Regions from separate parts of the Gossypium hirsutum genome. Here region 1 is linked to region 2. Evidence: chromatin contacts called from public Hi-C data. All regions are on one chromosome and are shown on one strand. Each heading gives the region's core, a stretch centred on a gene start, on an enhancer-like site or on the middle of the called end of the contact. The rest is flanking DNA. Distances are from core to core; before and after follow the strand shown.

What was found. Hi-C and Micro-C count contacts between places; a contact is called where the count stands out from the background.
Region 1: a contact with region 2 is called in a Hi-C map of leaf, with 5 times the contacts expected there. The contact joins the promoter of LOC107897468 here to the promoter of LOC107897479 in region 2. A contact is called at or near these places in 4 of 34 Hi-C or Micro-C datasets (all in leaf).

Annotation. Positions count from the first base shown.
Region 1 is chrA10:5,091,091-5,095,479 of Gossypium_hirsutum_v2.1, reverse strand. It overlaps LOC107897468 (O-fucosyltransferase 36), which reads left to right and starts at 1,921. Exons shown (of 3, transcript XM_016822939.2): 1 at 1,921-3,441; 2 at 3,706-3,955; 3 at 4,338-4,389. The coding sequence starts at 2,243. It overlaps LOC107897467, which reads left to right. Exons shown (of 7, transcript XM_016822938.2): 6 at 1-172; 7 at 339-1,214. The coding sequence ends at 927.
Region 2 is chrA10:4,652,022-4,656,554 of Gossypium_hirsutum_v2.1, reverse strand. It overlaps LOC107897479 (TLC domain-containing protein 4), which reads right to left and starts at 2,194. Exons shown (of 9, transcript XM_016822951.2): 1 at 1,785-2,194; 2 at 717-914; 3 at 466-554; 4 at 240-375; 5 at 1-43. The coding sequence starts at 857.

The DNA of each region.
Region 1 (4,389 bases), core at 672-3,171, 440 kb before region 2:
ATTCTTCTGGTAGTGAGACTATAAGCCCAATTGAGCGGTTAAGGATACGAAGAAGAAATAAACCACTTTATAAGGATCCTATGGCAAGCTCCAAGCTCGAGATGTTGAAGAACTTAAGAGCACAAAGAGCAGCAGAAGAATTAAAGAAAACCGAAGCTGTTGAAAGAGCAAGGTTAGCATTTGCTTACATTCAGCAAACATACATCTGTTAGAACCTTCATGGATATCCCCCTTAAGAATTCCCATGGATTATCACTTTTCTGCATTCTAAGTACCAATGAGAAAAGTAGGCTGCTAATTCTCTGGATAACTCAATGCTTACATATATGATACTGCAGGCTTTTGATTGCTGAAGCTGAGAAGGCCGCAAAAGCCCTTGAGGTCGCTTCAATGAAGAGCCATGTTGCTCGAGCTTCCCTTATTGAAACCAGAAAACTTATAGCCGAAGCAATTCAGTCAATTGAATCGATAGAGATCAGACACATTTCATCCGATGAGAATAGTGGATACATTTCTGTTGACTCGGCTGAACCGGTTAGCCATGTTGAGAACAAAATGCAATCAGAAAGCAGTGGTTCAGACCAAGCAGAACAGAAAGAAGTAAATGGGACTAAGCATGAAGAGTACAATTTCTCTGACTTTATTTTCCCGAAGATAGTGAATGGTGACAACGCCAAAGAACTTACTTCTCCATGCTCGAATAATCACAGTATATCAACTCTCAACTTTGAAAGTTTGATAAACTCTGATTCATCTAAGCAACTCAACCATTTGGAAACAAATGGGATGATCCAACATGAGAAGAATCCCATGCTAAATGGAATCAAAGTTGAGCTGAAGAATGATGATGTGCCGTCTAAAGCAGTCGCTGTAACTAAGAAATGGGTCCGTGGTAGGCTTGTTGAAGTCACTGACGAAGCTTCATAAGTATCATAAACTACACAACGGATCTTCATATAGAGCTTCTTCAACGTACTTTGCTGTGGAGTTTGATTCCTGCTACCAGCTATATTTTAACGATTGCAATTTGCAAAATCTCTGTTAATGCATCTTTTTCAGTACTTAAATTATTTATTTATTTTAGATTCTAATTTTAGATTAGCAAAAAGGGTATTGCCCTTCAATCTCTAAGCTTGTTCTTCTTTGTTATTTCCTTCTTTCCATTTTACTGTTTCATTGGGAGAGCAATTAGCAACTGGTTGTTTTGGTTAAAAGAATCGATTTAATCCACTAATTTTATACCTTAACCAATTAATTGACCATCTTAATTCTTAATCCATCTAATTGCTCACTTATGTTTTTGTAATTTTTTTAAACAGGAGAAATGAAAAGTAAAACACTAGTAAGATTTTTTTTTCTTTTAGTTTTGATTACTTTTTTTTATATGATTTTATATAATTATTATATTTTTAAATGTATTTAAAAATAATATATATTAAAAATTAATTAAATCCATCTATTCAATTACAAAATTTTATAATGATTTAATTTAGATATAATAATAAATTTAATTCTCAATATTTATATTTTTTTGTCAATTTAATCTTTATTTTTTTAACTAAGTTTGACCATTAATTTTTTTTAAAAAGAGTCAAATTATTTTTCTTTATTGAAAATGCTAACTAAAGCATTAATTTTTTAAAAATATCTACATAATAATCTGCATGACAATCCAATTGACATTTCAATAAATAATTTAAAAAGTCTAAAATTTAAATTTTAAAAAATTATAAAATTTTCATTAAAAATTTAAAAATAATCATATAAAATACACATATATTATCATAAAAATTATTATATTTAAAATTTTAACATTTTAATTAATATTTTTATTAAAAATTAAACTTCTTGAAGGGTTTAAATAAGAAAAGAATGAGAAATGCGTAAATGTTAAATATTATGCCTTAATTTATTTTAATCACTTACGAAATCGAGGGTTTGCTCAGCTGTCATGTTCGCTACTTTGCAATCTCTCACGTGTGAGGGCACAATACGAGGTCGTTTCCTTGCAGGAAAATATCAGATCGGACCGGTAGTGAGTCTTTTTCCACCGACCGTTTCTTCCTTCTCAACTTTCGCCATCCCCAACTCCACAGACGATAAATTTTCTCAATTTTTTTATCAAATCCCTAAATTGTAAACCAATAATCACCGAAACCCCGGATTTCCTTAAGTCCCTAGTTATATCGTCACCGACTCGGTCATTCACTCCTTCACTCGCTCACTAACTCACTAGCAAAAAATGGACCGAGATTCATCCGACGAAGACGACGCCAGACGAAACTTAACCTATCAAAACGACACCACAAGATCCGGTTTCAATGTCGAAGGGCTCGAACCACAAATGCGACGTCGTTCCAAGCTCACCTTCCACAAAGGTTATCTCTTCGCCCTTGTGCTCCCTCTGCTCATCGTCTTTATCTACTTCTCCATCGATATTCGCTCCCTCTTCACTTCCGATATCTCCTCCTTTAAATTCAATACGGTGTCGAGTCAAATCAGAGAATCCCAACTCCAAGCTCTTCACTTGTTGAACCAGCAGCAAAGTTCCCTTCTTTCTATCTGGAATCACACTTTGGTTAACTCTAATAACATCACGACCGTCCAATTTGATGATATCAAAGCCACATTGCTCACCCAGATCACGTTAAACAAACACATCCAGCAAATTCTATTATCCCCTTACAAAGCCGGAGACACCCTTCAAAACGGCACCGCTTTGGATCCCAGTTCTGCCGGTTACAGTTTCCACCGTTGCAGAAAAGTTGACCAGAAATTTTCTGAAAGAAGAACCATTGAATGGAAACCCAGACGGAATAAATTCTTGTTCGCGATTTGCTTGTCGGGTCAGATGAGTAACCATTTGATTTGCTTAGAGAAACATATGTTTTTCGCGGCGATTTTGAATCGGGCATTGGTGATTCCGAGTTCGAGATTCGATTATCAGTACAACCGGGTTCTGGATATCGCGCACATCAACGATTGTATTGGTAAAAAAGTTGTTGTACCATTCGAGGATTTTATGAAATTGAAGAAGAATCACGCTCACATTGACAAATTCATTTGCTATTTCTCGACCCCGCAGCCGTGTTACATGGACGAAGAGCATTTGAAGAAGTTGAAGTCGTTGGGAATTTCGACGGGGAAATTGGAGGCTGCTTGGAAGAATGAGGATGTTAAGAATCCGAGTCGAAAGACGGTCAAGGATGTGGAGGAGAAGTTTGGGTCTGATGATGATGTGATTGCAATTGGGGATGTTTATTTTGCCGATGTGGATAGAGATTGGATGTTGCAACCAGGCGGTCCGATTGCTCATAAGTGTAAGACGTTGATAGAGCCAAGTAAACTTATCTTGTTGACTGCTGAACGGTTCATTCAGACGTTCTTGGGTAGTAATTTTATCGCTCTTCATTTCCGGCGACACGGCTTCTTAAAGTTCTGGTATGTTTTTCTATTTTGTTGTGATTTATTGCTTAGGAAGACGGGAACCTTCATAGTTTTACGCTACAGAATAAAAAGCAAAACATTAAAATGATGGCATTGGGCGTATTTTGCTTTGATTTCGAAGTGTTGGAAATTTGCTAGAGCATGAGGGAGAGTTTGTTCATAATTATTGAGAATCTCAATTTGAGTCGAAAGTGTTTTGCGATGATGATTGATGTCGGTTTGTGTGAATGCCACTAACATTTCTTGCTTATTCCCCAGCAATGCTAAAAAGCCAAGCTGCTTTTACCCTATTCCTCAAGCTGCGGATTGCATTACTCGGATGGTTGAAAGGGCCAACTCTCCAGTTATATACCTTTCAACAGATGCAGCAGGGAGCGAAACTGGTTTGCTGCAATCAATGATCATGCTGAATGGAAAGACTATACCACTGGTTAAACGTCCTCCTCATAATTCAGCTGAAAAATGGGATGCCTTATTATACAGACATGGCCTTGAAGGTGATTCTCAGGTGAGAATTTGATACTATAGTGTTAGTAGGAAGAACCATAGGAGTTGATTCTCACGTAATGTGGCTTGAAACAACTTTATTCATTTTCTATTTCTTACTAAGGTTCTCTCACATTTCCCCTGCCCTCGTTCTAGTTTATACTGGCCGATGATTAAAGTGTGGTTGGTTTTGAGAAGTGCAAATTTGTTCTTAATTTTCTTCGCCTTCAATCATCAAACTAAGCTTTTGAAGTTTCTGAAGTGCATTTCATTTACGTTATTGTTCAGTACAGTTCAGAGTTCTGTGAATCAATGAACAGGCCCCCGAACTGCATGTAGCCTTAGCATACATATCATTGCTATTTTTGCTTGGATCAATCTAAATTTGCTCTGTGATATTGAAGGTGGAAGCTATGCTGGATAAGACCATCTGTGCCATGGCGAGTGTGTTCATCG
Region 2 (4,533 bases), core at 945-3,444:
ATAAAATCATTGCAAGATCCGAAACGAAGTATCCAACAGAAACCTGTAAAATATAGTAAGTAATAAGTATTTTAAAAAGGCCTAGGAATTGTACCAAAAGTTGGCACTTGAATTTTATCCAGGAAAGTGATCTTAGAAGCAGCGTATATATGAGACATAGTGATGCCATGTTTAATAAACATTTAAGATGGATACCCGGTTGAACATCTTAAAGATCACATAAGAAGGTTAAAACTTACCCCTAATCCAAAAGTAGAAAGTGGTGAGCTTCGGAAGACAAGAAGACCAGCAAGTTCATCAGAAAAGAGATTCGACCAGAAAACCAAGTACAACGACAAAGCAGAAATGAAAATGGCATGAACAGTAGAGATACCACTGCCAAAATACGTTAACGAGCAGTTAGGGAATGAACATGATAACAGAAGAAGAAAAATAAGGAGAAACTAGATCATGCACAACACTAACCGATTGTTCCACTCTACTCGTTGAATTTTAGTAAGACCAGGGTAAGTCTTGCTGTAAAAATTGCTGATTAACTGGGTAAGATCATATGCCTGAGTGATGAAAAGAAACATGTGAAATGAACATCATTAAAGGAAAAATCCATTCATCCAAGTTTCATGATAAAACGGTACTAGGGAACATCCTGCCTTAAGATTCAGTGATCCTGAATTCAAAAGTTGAAACATATTTAACATAGGAAAAACTCAATTTACCACTTTGCAAGCAAGAATGCCACCAAGGATGGAAGTGTATGGAATGAAGGGATCTGCAAATAAGTAGTTCTTAACCAACAACTGAGCCTGGTTTTGGTAAGACTTTATAGCCATCACTGTCTGTTTAGGCATTTCTCTCATATTGGAACCTCAAGATCACCTTAGCAACATGGGTGTCTCCTCTTAGTCTCCTCCCTCCTTCATTCATCAATGCCATAAACAAAAACAAATTGGTATCAGAGAAAAGAAAGAAAGCATTCATGTAGGTTTTAGAATAATGGTTCTAAAGAAGAAAATTAAGGAGGTTTCTACATTGGATACTACCACAAACCATATAGTCTACAAGCAAAGGCTTGAAGGAGATAAATAATCAACACAGATACCAACAATTTCCATCCTATTCCAAGATATAAGATCTCCTCCATGTAACGATAACTTCAATTCAGTCAAGTTAAAGCACACACGAAACAACTAAAATTCTTAAAGTTTAATCAAAATGAAGAAAGCAAATACTAATGGTAAGATTCAGATCAAGCAAGTATTCCCATTTCGGGTAAGCAAATGCAAATGCAAATATGCAATGAAAAAACATTGATATTTGAAGTAATCTATTTGAAGAACACTTAGATGGCATTGGATCAAGCAATCAAAAGTCATAACGATAGACGCAAAACAGCTAACAAATCCGATAAATCGACTTACCATAAGCATCTGTTACAAGCTTGAAGAAACAACCACGAAATGTAAGCAAAATGCAAGTTGGTATTTAAAGGAGAAAAGGAAAAAAAAAATAAAATCTTTGAAAGAGAAACCTTAAACCGGAGACCAGAAAAAAAAAGGTTTTTTTTCCAAGGCTAATCAATGCCTGAAACCCAGAAAAAACAAACCTTTAAAGACCCATAACTGAGTACAAATGGCAAAAACAGCAATGCAAAAATGAACAACAACCCATGAAAGAAGAAGAAGACTCAAAACCAAAACATAAGGTACACGAAACTAGAAAGAAGTGAAATCAAATCCTATTTTATCATTTGGGTACCAAAAAGAAAATGAGAGAGTGGCACCAACCGTAAGGTTTAATCAGTGTGGGAAGAGTATTTTGGAATCTTCAACCAACTCAATAATAACCAAAAATAATTGAAAGGTATAAAAAAATTCAAGCAAAAAAGAGCAGCAGCAGAAGAAGGAAAGAAGCAGTAGTGTGGATTGGTGAATATAGGTGCTGGGGGTGAATGGTGATGGGTCATGTAATGAGATTGGCTAATGAGAGACGTTGGGGGTGTTCAGCTTATTCGGTTGGTTTGGGGCACTTTACAGGGTGGAGATTGTGGAGTTTAGCCCATTGCAATCTTATCCTTGCAAGATTGAGAGGAAGATAATAATAAGACCAAAAATGAGAAATGTGTGACACTTGTTTTATGGGTTATGTTATGTTTTATATGTAGAAATTTTGGATTTTACTTTTTTTTTGTTTGCTTGAATCAATTCCAAAGCTCAAAGTGATTTAAAACTCTTCAAATGGGAAACATGTGGCTTGTTTGTTATCTAGTAACTTTTTTTTTTTGTCCAGAGAAGATTTATTTACATGGGTAAATATTAAATAATATAAATTCATCTTGTTCTTTTTAATAATTTTATTATAAGTTCTGATTATATCTGTTAAATTGTGTTGTTTTTTACTATTCTTGTTACTCTTTCTTGAATCCTAAATTTTTTCATTGCTTAGTGTGAGATTAAGTGTATACAATATATATATATATATGTAAGTTGTTTAAGAAGCATTGAATTTGAAGTAAAGTCTTTGGAGTATGGGGTTGTGAGGTGGGAACGGGTTCCATCATCCCTGAGCTCAAGTCCGGCCTTGGGGATCGTCTAGAAATGCAGTTGTTCAATGCTGAAAGGGGTTCAAAATATTATTTTTTAATTTTAAGGGGCTCAAAAAAAATTTAACTTTTAAAAGCCAAAAAAAAGTTTACCAACTTTTAAGGGTCCAAATATACTTTTACCAACTTTTGAAGAACCTAAAAAAATTTATGTAACTTTTAAAAAACTTAAAATCCCATTTTATTCTTCTATCTAAGGCCCAAAATATAAAAAAAGGGGCTTACCTGAGTTAATCACTATCCTTATTAGCACTAGAGTTTAACCATGAAATTTTTTTGTTAGAAATCAAAATAAAACGAAATTATGATATAATTAAAATGTAGTTGAAATTTTTATATAATAAATTTAATAAAATTGATATAAAATGTTAAATTAAAATATTAAATTTTATAATATTTTGAATTCAAATATATATCTTTTTGAATTTTATATAAAAATAAAAATATTTATAAAATAAATAATTCTACAATTAAATTAAAAACCATCCTTAAATAAAAGTATTGATGAAAGGTTTTAAAAAGTCCAAAGACATTAATTTGGCTATCTGGCACTGGCCTTCCCCTTATCCGCCCCATTAGCATTCCCTTAGCCTTGGCTTTCATTGTGCTTTTGGCATGAATGAACATCGTTTTATATTTTAGCAATTCTTTCCTCGAAAATGCAAGGATTTATTTATATTTAATATTATGTTATAATATATTAAAAAAAATTTATGCGAAAATTATGTAATTTGTTAAAATTAAATCAGCATAGATTTTTTTTAGATAAAACTACACGTAAGACAGTTAAATTATCAGTAAATTTATGTTTTGATCACATAAAAAATTTACAAAATAGTCACCGAACTATTCAAAAAATTTTATCCGAGTCATTGAATTGTTAAGTTTTTTTTTCTTTTTAAAGTATGGTTAGTAAACTCCAAACGACGATTTGACGAATGGTACAATGGATTAGTAGTCATCGACGAATATAAGAATATACCTTAAATTAAAGTCGATTTGGCAGTTGGTGTTTGAGATCAAATAAGAAAGTTACTTGAATTTTTGTTCATAGATTCACGACGCAAAGATGTTTCATAAAAAAAATTAAACTATGGAAAAAAAGGAGAATAAGAGCTTCCGATTAGTGCAACCGGTGTAAACAGAGAATGTCATACAACATCGCTTTTTAACAGCCTAATAGCTTAAATGAAAACTTTCGAATAGTTAATTGCCCATTTTGCAACATTTTGAAGTTGAATGATCAAAATATAAACTTTCTAATAGTTTAGTGACATTAAGAGTAGGGTTTTTTCTTTTTTTCAATTCATATATTTTTTTACGGAAATAGATTATTACGACACACACTAAAAACAAACAATCTCTATTACTTGAACTCATAAATTAAATTATGAGATAAATACTCATGACAAATAAACTAAATATCGAGATTATACTACAATTAACTTTTGATGTTAACTCAATTAAAAATTTAATAATATAAATAAATGTGTAATAAAATAATAAGTGAATATGATCTGCTTTTAATAAAATAGTGTTATGTGATTCCATAAATTTTAATAATAAATTAAAACAAGACGTGCATGAAATTCCAACCAACACCCCCATGTTCTTCATTTTTTATTTTTATTTTTTACTTTTTTAAACTACTACCTGCTTTAATTAGCTTATTTCAATCCAATCCTTTTATGCTTTCAAGGATTATATAATTACAAAAAGAAACTATGATAACCAAATTTCACCTAATTAAAATTTGGGTAAACTATACAAAAGGTCACCCAATTATGTCGTGTTCTTGTTTTGGTCACTAAACTTTAAATTTTTTCAATTTAAGTACTAATGTTTGAATATGTTTCTGTTTTAGTCACTTGCTGTTAATTTGACAACGGGAAGTCTTTTTCTAAATATAATGACATATTTAGTCCTCAATACTT